2 separate regions of the Oryctolagus cuniculus genome follow, and region 1 is linked to region 2. A link is a contact called in public Micro-C data. All regions are on one chromosome and are shown on one strand. Each heading gives the region's core, a stretch centred on a gene start, on an enhancer-like site or on the middle of the called end of the contact. The rest is flanking DNA. Distances are from core to core; before and after follow the strand shown.

What was found. A called contact is a pair of places that touch in the nucleus more often than the background predicts.
Region 1: a Micro-C map of ear pinna shows a contact between it and region 2, with 7 times the contacts expected there. The contact joins the promoter of JRKL here to the promoter of FAM76B in region 2. A contact is called at or near these places in 3 of 6 Hi-C or Micro-C datasets (ear pinna, skin fibroblasts and an unstated tissue).

What each region holds. Positions count from the first base shown.
Region 1 is chr1:87,840,848-87,845,708 of mOryCun1.1, reverse strand. JRKL (JRK like) reads right to left here and starts at 1,679. Exons shown (of 1, transcript XM_008262328.4): 1 at 1-1,679. The coding sequence starts at 1,020. CCDC82 (coiled-coil domain containing 82) reads left to right here and starts at 1,691. Exons shown (of 10, transcript XR_011390282.1): 1 at 1,691-1,810.
Region 2 is chr1:87,210,007-87,215,333 of mOryCun1.1, reverse strand. It overlaps FAM76B (family with sequence similarity 76 member B), which reads left to right and starts at 1,981. Exons shown (of 24, transcript XR_011390255.1): 1 at 1,981-2,360; 2 at 3,181-3,245; 3 at 4,089-4,143; 4 at 5,179-5,327. CEP57 (centrosomal protein 57) reads right to left here and starts at 1,848. Exons shown (of 11, transcript XM_051820419.2): 1 at 1,610-1,848.

The sequences.
Region 1 (4,861 bases), core at 430-2,929, 630 kb before region 2:
TGCACGATAGTTTCTCTTCATTGTTGAGATGACCCCCTGATCTAAGGGCTGAATCAATGACGCCACATTAGGTGGTAAATATTTAGCAAATATTTGGCCATCGTCTGATCTCAAAACATTTTCATTTGGATGTGTTGGTGAATTATCCAACAAAAGCACAGCCTTTTCCTGCAATCCTTTGGATCTTAAGTACTCTCGAACTTGTGGAACAAAAATCTTGTCAAACCACTGTCGGAAAATGGAAAGATCCATCCATGCACCTTTTTGGCTGAAGTAAGAGACTGGCAGATTTAAGGTATCAGTCGACTTGAAGGAGCGAGGCTTCTTTGCTTTCCCCACAACACAAAGTTTAAGTTTGTGTAAACCCGTCGCATTGGCACAACACATGATGGTGACTCTTTCTTCAATTGATTTCTGTCCTGAGATGGCACCTTTACCTTTGATTACAGAAGTCCTGGAAGGTAGGCACTTCCAAAAGAGTCCAGTTTCATCTGCATTGTAGATTTGTTCAGGCTGCAAATTCTCTCGTTCAATAAAATCTCGAAAGTTGTTACAAAAATCTTCCACCGCAGTCTCATCTCCATTTAATCTTTCATTTCTAATGTTAATCTCTCTGATGCTGTGCCGCTGCTTAAAACGAGTTAACCAACCAGCAGAGGGGTTAAAATCACCATCCATTCCCAAAGCATAAAAGAAAAACTCTGCCCTTTTTGCACAAATTGGTCCAGATATGGGATTCCCTTTTGCTCTTTGCTGGTTGAACCACTCCAGCATTGCTTTGTCTAGTTCCTCATACATGGATGGCTTCATCGATTTCCTCTTGGCCAGAAGACTCGTGGAATCAGAACTGCTTGCATAAGTTATAATCTTTTCCTTATTTTTTCTTATATCTCGAACTGTTGTTTCACCAATGCCATAAATCACTGCCAGTTGTTTGGAAGAACCCCCGTCTTCAAGTTTCTTTATTATATCAAGTTTATCCTTAATGGTCAGCACCACACGCTTGCGTTTCCCTGACATTCTGAGGCTGATTCACCCACACTCACCCTGTAACAATCCACAAAATCCTTCCTTTTCTTCGACAGAGTCACTTTAACAAGTCTTACACAGTCTTTTACACCTCACCGGCAACGTGACGGCCCCGACCCCCTCCCCCGTGGGGGTCTCTTCTGGCTGGCAGGGGGCAGCAAAGGAAGAGGAAGTTTGGATAGGCCTTTAACTTAGACGGACAGCAAAGGAGGCCCTGGGTCACCGCGGATAATCCGGATTACAGACATGTGTCGGGTTACCCCGAAAGCCACGAGGAAGACTAGAAGAACCCCATCGTGGCTACGAATCTCCTTCACATCCAGACCCGGAGGAAAGTCCCGTCGGTAACCCTCGCCACACCCCAAAGTTAAGCAAAGAGCGGAAGAGCCGGAGTCGAGGACGGGCCCCCTTCCCCGGGGAGCGATTACGTTTGATTCCTGCCCTTGCAGACAGGCCCTCCCGCCGCGCAGGCCCGCTTTCCCGGGTCCGGCTGAGCCAGCACAGCCCTCCCGGTCCCGCACAGCCCGCCGGGCCCCGCTCCCACCTCAGTTGCAACCAGGACCCCGCAACTGCTCCCTGACTACCGCGCGGCAGCAGCTCCTCCCCCAGCGCACGCTCCCGGAAGACGCCCCCTCCCGCCGCCCGGCTCCTCCCCTCTCCCCACCCAGAGGCGGGACTTCCCTTAGTCCCCGGAAGGAGGAGGAGCGTCGTGTGTTATAAATGGATGCAGTGCGCGGAAGCGGAGATGGAGGCGGGGACCTAGGCGATGGAGTTTTGTAAGGTGAGGACGCGAGGGCGGGGCGAGGCCAGGTACAGGTGGCGACTCGCTCTGGCTCCTGCTGCTAATTGCTTATTAAAAGGGGCGGGGAAGCTGAGCCCCCAGGCAGGTCCGGCGAAAGATACCCGCGAGCGGTGTCGTGGTGGGCTGGACAGGGACCCTCAGCCCATTGCAACAGCATTTCTCTTCCTGCAGAACTGCGGAGCTGCCGAGGGAGGGGGTGACCTCGTGGGTGTCTGGCCTTCGCACACACTTGTTTGTTTTGCGGGTACACAGCCGCTTCTGGGCCTGGGGGCCTCTGGGCTCCGGTGCACGTCTTTGGGAGGTTGTATTCGCGGGTGCGTTTCCTGGCGACGGCGCCTCGCCCTGCTGTAGGCACAGTGACTGGCGAGTGGGCGGGCAGAAAGCCCTGGGCGCCTGCTCCCCCGCCTAACAGCCAGGTTTGTAAACGTGCGAGTGGCGCCCGTGCACTCTCCTCCGCCTGCCGCTCCTTCCTGCAGGATTGAGGGAATGAGCCGTTGTCGGTTTTACCTGCGGTGAAGAATGTCGTGGCTGGATCTCCCCTCAGAAACTGCGGACCTGGATTTTCAGTGGGGGCAGTTGGCTTTCCTTTCTTTATAGGTTTCTTATTTTCCTAGTTTCTGTTCCGTGTTGCGCTGTCGTTTTTTTCCAGCCAGTGGAAGGACTATAATCAATTTATTCACAGCGGTATAATAGGAATTTGAGTATACACATACAGAGGAGCCCTCTGATTGTCAACCATGCCGTCTTGTTTTGGGTGTCCCTCGTAAAATTTCATCAGATGTAAGCTCCTTGGGAGCGGAGACCATGTTTATTTTTTCTAGTAACGCCATAGCTCCAAGCATGTGCTGGCTTTGTGGTAGACATTCAGTGAATTATTTCTTTGGTTTATTAATGCCTCTCCAAACTGCTGTCTGGAAGAAAACATCAAGGGGGGGTGATGTTTTACAAATAAGAGGACATCTCTTCTAGTGGGATTTCAAAAACATGGTCTGGGGTTCCTCTGCCATTCAAATCTTGGAACTATAAACTACCACTTACCTTGGGCAAAGTAGGATATTTCTAGAATGGATTTTATGAGTGTTGAAAGGCCAACAGAGAATACACCAAAACACTGGAATAAAAGAAAAGCTTTGTTGTCGGTAGCTGACATGCTCTCTCTCCATGAGCTAGAGAGCAGCAGCCCATGGTTACATACTGTAGCCCTGTAGAGAGAAGCAAGTGGGAGCAACAGATTATGTTAGGGTAGGGGGTAGAACTAATACTCGTGAATGGGTCGTCTAAACATCACCTGACTTCTGGTAAACCAGGCCCAATTCCAGGAAACAGAAACCTATCTCCAAGAAACCCAGACTTGTCTTGCAAGAAGGCACCTAGGATAAGATGACATCAGTCTTGCCAATAAGTATGAATTAGCCTCAAACTCTAAAAGGGAATTCCTGATGAAAAATTGAGTGCCACTGTCAAATTACCTTTTAGTTGCATAAAGAACACAAAGAAAATGGATTTTGACTTTTCACCTAGTTTGTAAACAACATAGCTGTGTATGTGTGTTTTATGTGATATTAACCATGATGCACAAAGATGTGATAGTATTGATTTCATCCACTTATTTAATGCTTTCTGTTTGGAGTCTCTGTTTTTCTCTTTGCCTAAAGGGCACGTATCATTACAGAAGCTTGTTAAGATTCTCATTTCAAGAAGTTGAGTGTGTATTCAGCATATGAAGAAATTGCATCCATTTGCATGGAGCCTTTATTTGAGTGAATTCTGAAGACCCAAGATGCCTTACCCATTAACCTAGCTTTACTTTCTCATTTCTCTCCCCAGGTTCACTTAACAATTTCCCCTTTGTGGCCATTCTTCTCGCCCCAGCCAATATTGTAAAGCTATCCACAATTTGAAAAGAGGAGCCAACCATATACAAATTATCTTTATTTTTATTTATTTATTTATTTATTTGTTTATTTTGACAGGCAGAGTGAACAGTGAGAGAAAGAGAGACAGAGAGAAAGATCTTCCTTTTCCGTTGGTTCACCCCCCGAATGGCTGCTGCGGCCCGCACATTGTGCTGATCCGAAGCCAGGAGCCAGGTGCTTCCCCTGGTTTCCCATGTGGGTGCAGGGCCCAAGGACTTGGGCCATTCTCCACTGCCTTCCCGGGCCACAGCAGAGAGCTGGACTGGAAGAGAAGCAAGCAGGACAGAATCCGGCGCCCCGACTGGGACTAGAACCAGGGGTGCTGGCGCCGCAGGTGGAGGATTAGCCTATTGAGCCACGGCGCTGGCCTATCTTTATTTTTCAATAACATTGTTTTACCTTATTGATGTGACAGTTTAGAGATAGGAGAGAGATCCTGTCAAGAGGGAAATCTACAAATTTTCATCTCTTTTGCACATTCTTTTCTAGTGGGTGAGTAATTCCAAGAAGTTTCTGACCTCACTCATGTGCCCTAAAATCATTTACATCATAATAGAAAATCATGTTTGCAGATTCTTTTTTTAAAAAAAAAACTTTCATTTAATAAATATAAATTTCCAAAGTACAACTTTTGGATTATAATGGCTTTCCCCCCCCATAACCTCCCTCCCACTCAAAACTATCCCATCTCCCACTCCTTCTCCCATCCCATTCTTCATCAAGATTCATTTTCAATTATGTTTTTTTGCTTTTTTTATTTAATAAATATAAATTTACAAAGTACAACTTTTGCATTGTTGCAGCTTTTTCCCCCATTACCTCCCTCCCACCCGCAACCATCCCATCTCCCTCTCCCATTCCATTCACATCAAGATTCATTTTAAATTATCTTTATATACAGAAGATCAGTTTAGCATATATTAAGTAAAGCTTTCAACAGTTTGCACCCACACAGAAACACAAAGTGTAAAGTACTGTTTGAGTACTAGTTATAGCATTTATTCACATTGTACAACACAGTAAGGACAGAGATCCTACATGGGGAGTAAGAGCACAGTGATTCCTGTTGTTGATTTAACAATTGATACTCTTATTTATGACGTCAGTAATCACC
Region 2 (5,327 bases), core at 732-3,231:
TGAAGTTTTCTGAAAGCACCCATCATCTTAAGGACATTCCCCCCACCCCCCTAAATGCCTGCCGTGTTTTTCTTCTCTTGTTTTGTGACAATCATTTAGAATTCCTTCAACACGCAGTTGACTCCTCCTTCCCTTCTGGGAACCCTTCTCTCACCTGGCCACACTGCTAACCACTCTAAATTATGCTAGTAGGGCAGTTTACCCCACACTGGACAGTAATCACTTATCAGACGTAGTTTCTCAGTGTCCTCTAGGCCTTTAAGAGCAGGGTATCTATTCTATTCACCTGTAATTCTAGAGCCTAACCACGCCAGGCCTATGTACAGATTACCAGTTGTCTCATTTGCTTCCCATCCCTTCCCAGTGTGGCACTTCCCACAGCAGTCAGTCTGACAAATACCCATGACCTGAACCGACAGGTGACTCCCTGGTGCAGGCAAAAAAAAAACCCAGAACTACAGCCCAAATCAAGTTCCCTGGTCGCCTCTTCGAAAGGGCACTGCAGTCCTAGCAAATCCGTGGCGATCCGGCAGCGCTCTGGCTTTGGAGAGTCGCGCACTGAAGAGGAGACGGGGTACTGCAGGCCAAGGAGGCAGCCCAGGCAGCGCGTAGACCGCGCTGGAGGGTCACAAGGGGGCTGCGGCCGACTCGCGAGCGCTCTCCTAGACACACGGGCGCGCACACCTGGTCTCGGCGCCTCGCTAAGAGCAGCCGTTACACTCACGTGACCTCAGCAGCAATGTTTTCGCAGGCCAGGGAGCGGGCGCCGTCAGCCCAGCCCAGCCTCCTGGGCTGCGAGGCAGGCCGAAAAGCGAATGAGGCGGCAGGGGGGTCGAACCAAGCCTGCTTCAAGGGATCCCAGAGGGTGCGGCCTCAACAGGGAGCAGCGGAAGCCCGGGTGGCGCGGGGCGGTCTAGTGCCCCACGCCGGCCTCCAGCGTCAGAGCAAATCTAGGGCGCCCTGAAATGGGACGAAACTCGAACAGCTGCCAAGAGCGACCTAAAGCCCGTTCGAACGCCAAACGCTTCTCACCGAGAACTGAGAACCAGAAGCCGTAGAGACAGATGCCGCCGCCATCTTCCGGAGTGCCCGGCGCTCTGAGTTCTCGTGCTCTTCAAGATTCGAGAGCCGCCCACCAGGGGCGACCCTAAACCGAACCCCGGATGGAAGGGGCGGGGGGTGCTGGATGCCCAGCTTAGAAACCCCAGCCACACACCCCCACGGCGACGCCCACGCTCAGGGCGCACGCGGAGAGGGCAACACGCATTAACGGACGTCTGCAGTAGCCAATCAAATAAAGCGGACGTCTTCGCGTATGCGAGAGAACCCGCCCCCCTGCTGACGTCACAAGGTAGAGAGTCACTGAGCGCGCCCGGGACCCGTAACTGCGCGCCGCCGGGGCCTCAGGGCGTTCTACCCAGGGGCGGGTCTTCCCACGGAGGGAACTGGGGCGAGGGGATTGTGTGGTCGCCAGTGGCAACGGAACTGAATTGTTGAACTAGAGTAAAGGCGAATGCGAAGTCCAAACCACTCCATCACGTCCCTTGGATCAAACGCCTGAGAAAACCTCAGTTTGAGTTGGGGACGCCTCTCCAGGTGAAGTACTTACCTTTTGGCCAATAACATAGGATTGGGCGGGGCTTAGTGATTTGGCCCAAGAGAAGTCAAGGGGAAAATGTCGAGGCAGGGCAAATCTTTCGCGAATCCTTGCCCAATTGGATCGGGGCTCCCTCACCCAGGCCTCGGACTGGCTGCTAGGGAGCGCGGCGACGGGGACCTTTGGGCGGGGCTGGTTTCAAGCGGGTTTCGCGCGCTGAGAGCGCCGGGCTGTCATTGGCCGGCGACTTCCTCCCTTTGTGGGCGCGCTCTGCGTAGTTGGGGCTCGGCGTTGGGAGGAGCGACCGGGTGACGTAGTATCCGCTGCAGCCAATCAGGCGTGCGGAAGGGAGGCCGAGAAGGAAGCGGATCCGCGGCCGTGCAGCTGAACCGCCCCGAACTCTCGGCGTCGTCTCCCTCCGCCGCTGTCGGGGCCTAAGCGGGAGAGGCGGGGACGGCCCCGCTGGGTGGGCTGGGGCGGAAGTGGAGGCGGAGGGAGACGACGGCGGCGTCGTCCGCGGGGCCTCGGGCTCTCGCGGCGAGGCCCTGGTGGGCGCGAGGCAGGGGGAGGGGGCGGAGGAGGAGTCCGCAGCGCGGGCCGCGGCGGCCGAGTTCCCCGTGGGGCCCCGCCTCGGAGCGGGCGGCGGCGACGGCGGAGGAGGAGACTGAGGGGCAGGATGGCGGCCTCGGCCCTGTACGCCTGCACCAAGTGTACCCAGCGCTATCCCTTCGAGGAGCTCTCCCAGGGCCAACAGCTCTGCAAGGTCCGTGGGCAGCGGGCTGGCGGGGTTTCCTGTGCCGTAACCCGAGGGTGCTGGGTGGTCGCTGCGCTGCAGCCCCCTGCTCTTCACGAGCACCAGGGGGCTTGGGAGCCCGGAGTCCTAGCCTCCCCACCGGGACCCGGGACCCCGCGTTCCGATGGCGTTGGCACCGGCCGGGAAAAGGCCCACGAGAGGGAGACCGTCTTCCAGACGGGCCGGGAGGGGGCCGGTCCTCACCAGCGTCCGGGGGTCTCGGGTGGGGCTGAGTGAGGCAGCCACCTGTCTCTGCCGCAGAGACTCTGGGGTGGAGATGTTTTCATCTCGGTGTTCTGCCTGGTCTGTCCTCGCCTTCCACCAGGAGGCAGGGGACGGTTTTTGCACTTTCTTGCTAGGAACCCGAAGCCGCCAAGCTGATGGCATCCTTCTTCCCTGTCCAGGAAAGCGAAGCGACTGGTTTGGGAACAGAATGCTCTATGATTTGGAGCTCCTCCCATCCCATTAAAGCCGGAATGCTGTCTGTGAGCAACGGTGAAAATAAGTAGTTCCACATTTAACCAATCCTTGAAATCGGCCCTGACAGCTTTCTTACTTTATCCGGAGTATAGTCCCACGTGTAATAAAGACAAAGACACCTCTGCCTTCCCTAAGGAATTATATCGTGATTGGCCACTTACATGACAAATCACCAATTGTTTACGTTAGGGGCCAGGTTTTATTGTTGTTCTAGACATCTGACCAGATTTGGTAATAATTTTCTACCAGAAAAGTAAGGTTTGGGACTTGGAGATATCTACATACTGACTAACGTATTGTCTTATTGCAGGAATGTCGGATTGCACATCCTATTGTAAAATGTACTTACTGCAGATCAGAATTCCAACAAGAGAGGTTTGTACATCAGTTTTTGATCGTTAAAGACAGAATACCATCTGGAAGGAGTACTTGGGGGTTGTAATCTGGTATTTATATCATCTTAAAAAATGGTTTAGTCTCTGAGACTTTGAGTTGTAAATGTTTTATATGTGGTAGGAGAGAATATAGAAAATGAAACAGTGGTGGTCATTTTACTACCTGAACTGGACGTGGAAAAATAAAGGCTAAGATACTAGTGTGGAAAATGTGCAGCCATGCTAAGAAGAATGGAAGGGTGAAGATTACTGTTAAGCTACAGAAGATAGCGTGTGAATGGATCTGAGGACAGGTCTACAGTGTTATCAACTGCCTTATTTTGATAGTGAAATCTGGTAACTTGGTACCAGTAGAATTGCATACTTTTTAACAAGTAATTCCGGGTTGGGAGCACTCAAGAAGGTAACCTAGGAGAAGTGCAGATAATTTCTAAATAAGTAGAGATGGTCATTGTAATAATAGACAAAGGCCATGTGGAAGATGAGGTAGGCAGGCACTGATACGTAATGCTGTGCATTAATAATGGCAAGTGTGGGAAGGTTGTCCAACTAGAGAGGAAACTCTAGGATTTTGTTTTGTATCCTTTAAAAAGCACACAATAAAAATGTGTAAAAACATCTGTGTTAAGTTAATGGAAAAGGAATAAATTGGGGTAAAATAGCCCAAATAAGAACTTTGTGTAGGTATTGTTAAAAAGTGAAGGTGTATTACAATTTTAAGTATCATAGATATTTGACTCATCAGTTTACTTAGTTCATCATTGTGCGGATCATCTCAGAAGCTTACATAAATATGATCTTTCATACGTAATTTCTTTTTCAGCAAAACTAACACAATTTGTAAGAAGTGTGCTCAAAATGTGAAGCAATTTGGGACAGTAAGTATGTCTTCTATTTTAATTTCCTATTGTTACTGATCAGTTAAGGTTTATCCCAAAGGTGTACTGCTTAAAAAATATGCATTGCTATATCTGTGTGTATTTTAACATGTCAGAATACTTTATGAAAATACTTTCTGTAGACAGTCTGATGGAACGTTCACAACATTTAAAAACAGTGGAAATATGCAAATGTTTTATGTACTGTATTTTAAATTTCATGTGCAAGTCACAGTTACTGTTTAAAAGCTATTGTTTTAGAGATTCAAATATAGCAAACTCCTGGATAGGGAGAGCCTACTTGTTTATAAAGTTGGTATAATCAGACTTCCCTGGCAGCACAATTCAGGTATTTTTTGACAATGCTCATGACATTCACCTGGTAAAGATTGTCCTATATAAGGGCACTGCAGAAAGTTTAGGGAAAAATGAAAATTAAAAAATGCACATTTTCTGTCAACTTTCTGAATATTTTAGTCATTATTGGTATGTTATCCTGATATTAGTTAAGGTGCTGAGTTGTCTGTCAATATTGAAAAAAATCAGAGTGTAGTTCTTAAGGTTGAAGTTTAATATCTTGTGCCTGTTTTTTTAAGTTGAAAACTACCTGTAATGTTGTGTTCTTTATATCATCTGTACCTGGATATGATGAAAAGATAATGTTTTTGAATAAATGATGTGGTAATTAAACTTGTCGGGATACGAAATTAGCAGAAGTTCTTTCCCCAAAATTTATGGATACATGAAACTTTTCTATACATGTGTACCTTTGTTTTCATAACTTTTGTATTACATAACATACTGTGTGAGTCTTATGTAAATATTCCAACAAAGTGACAGTGAGTTCATTATTTGAGAAGTAAATATTGAATAATAGAGGTTATAAATGTTATTGAATATAACAATGACAGTCTGGACAAGAAACAAGTTTTTTACTTGTTTTCTTACTCTCAGAAACAAGAACTGAGCATGTTTTATGCAGCAGATTTTTAATATTTTTAAATGTCTGATAGAAATATGTATCTGCTTTTTCAGCCCAAACCTTGTCAATACTGTAACATAATTGCAGCGTTTATTGGTACCAAGTGTCAGCGTTGTACAAATTCAGAAAAAAAATATGGACCACCTCAGACCTGTGAACAGTGTAAACAACAATGTGCTTTTGATCGGAAGGAGGAAGGAAG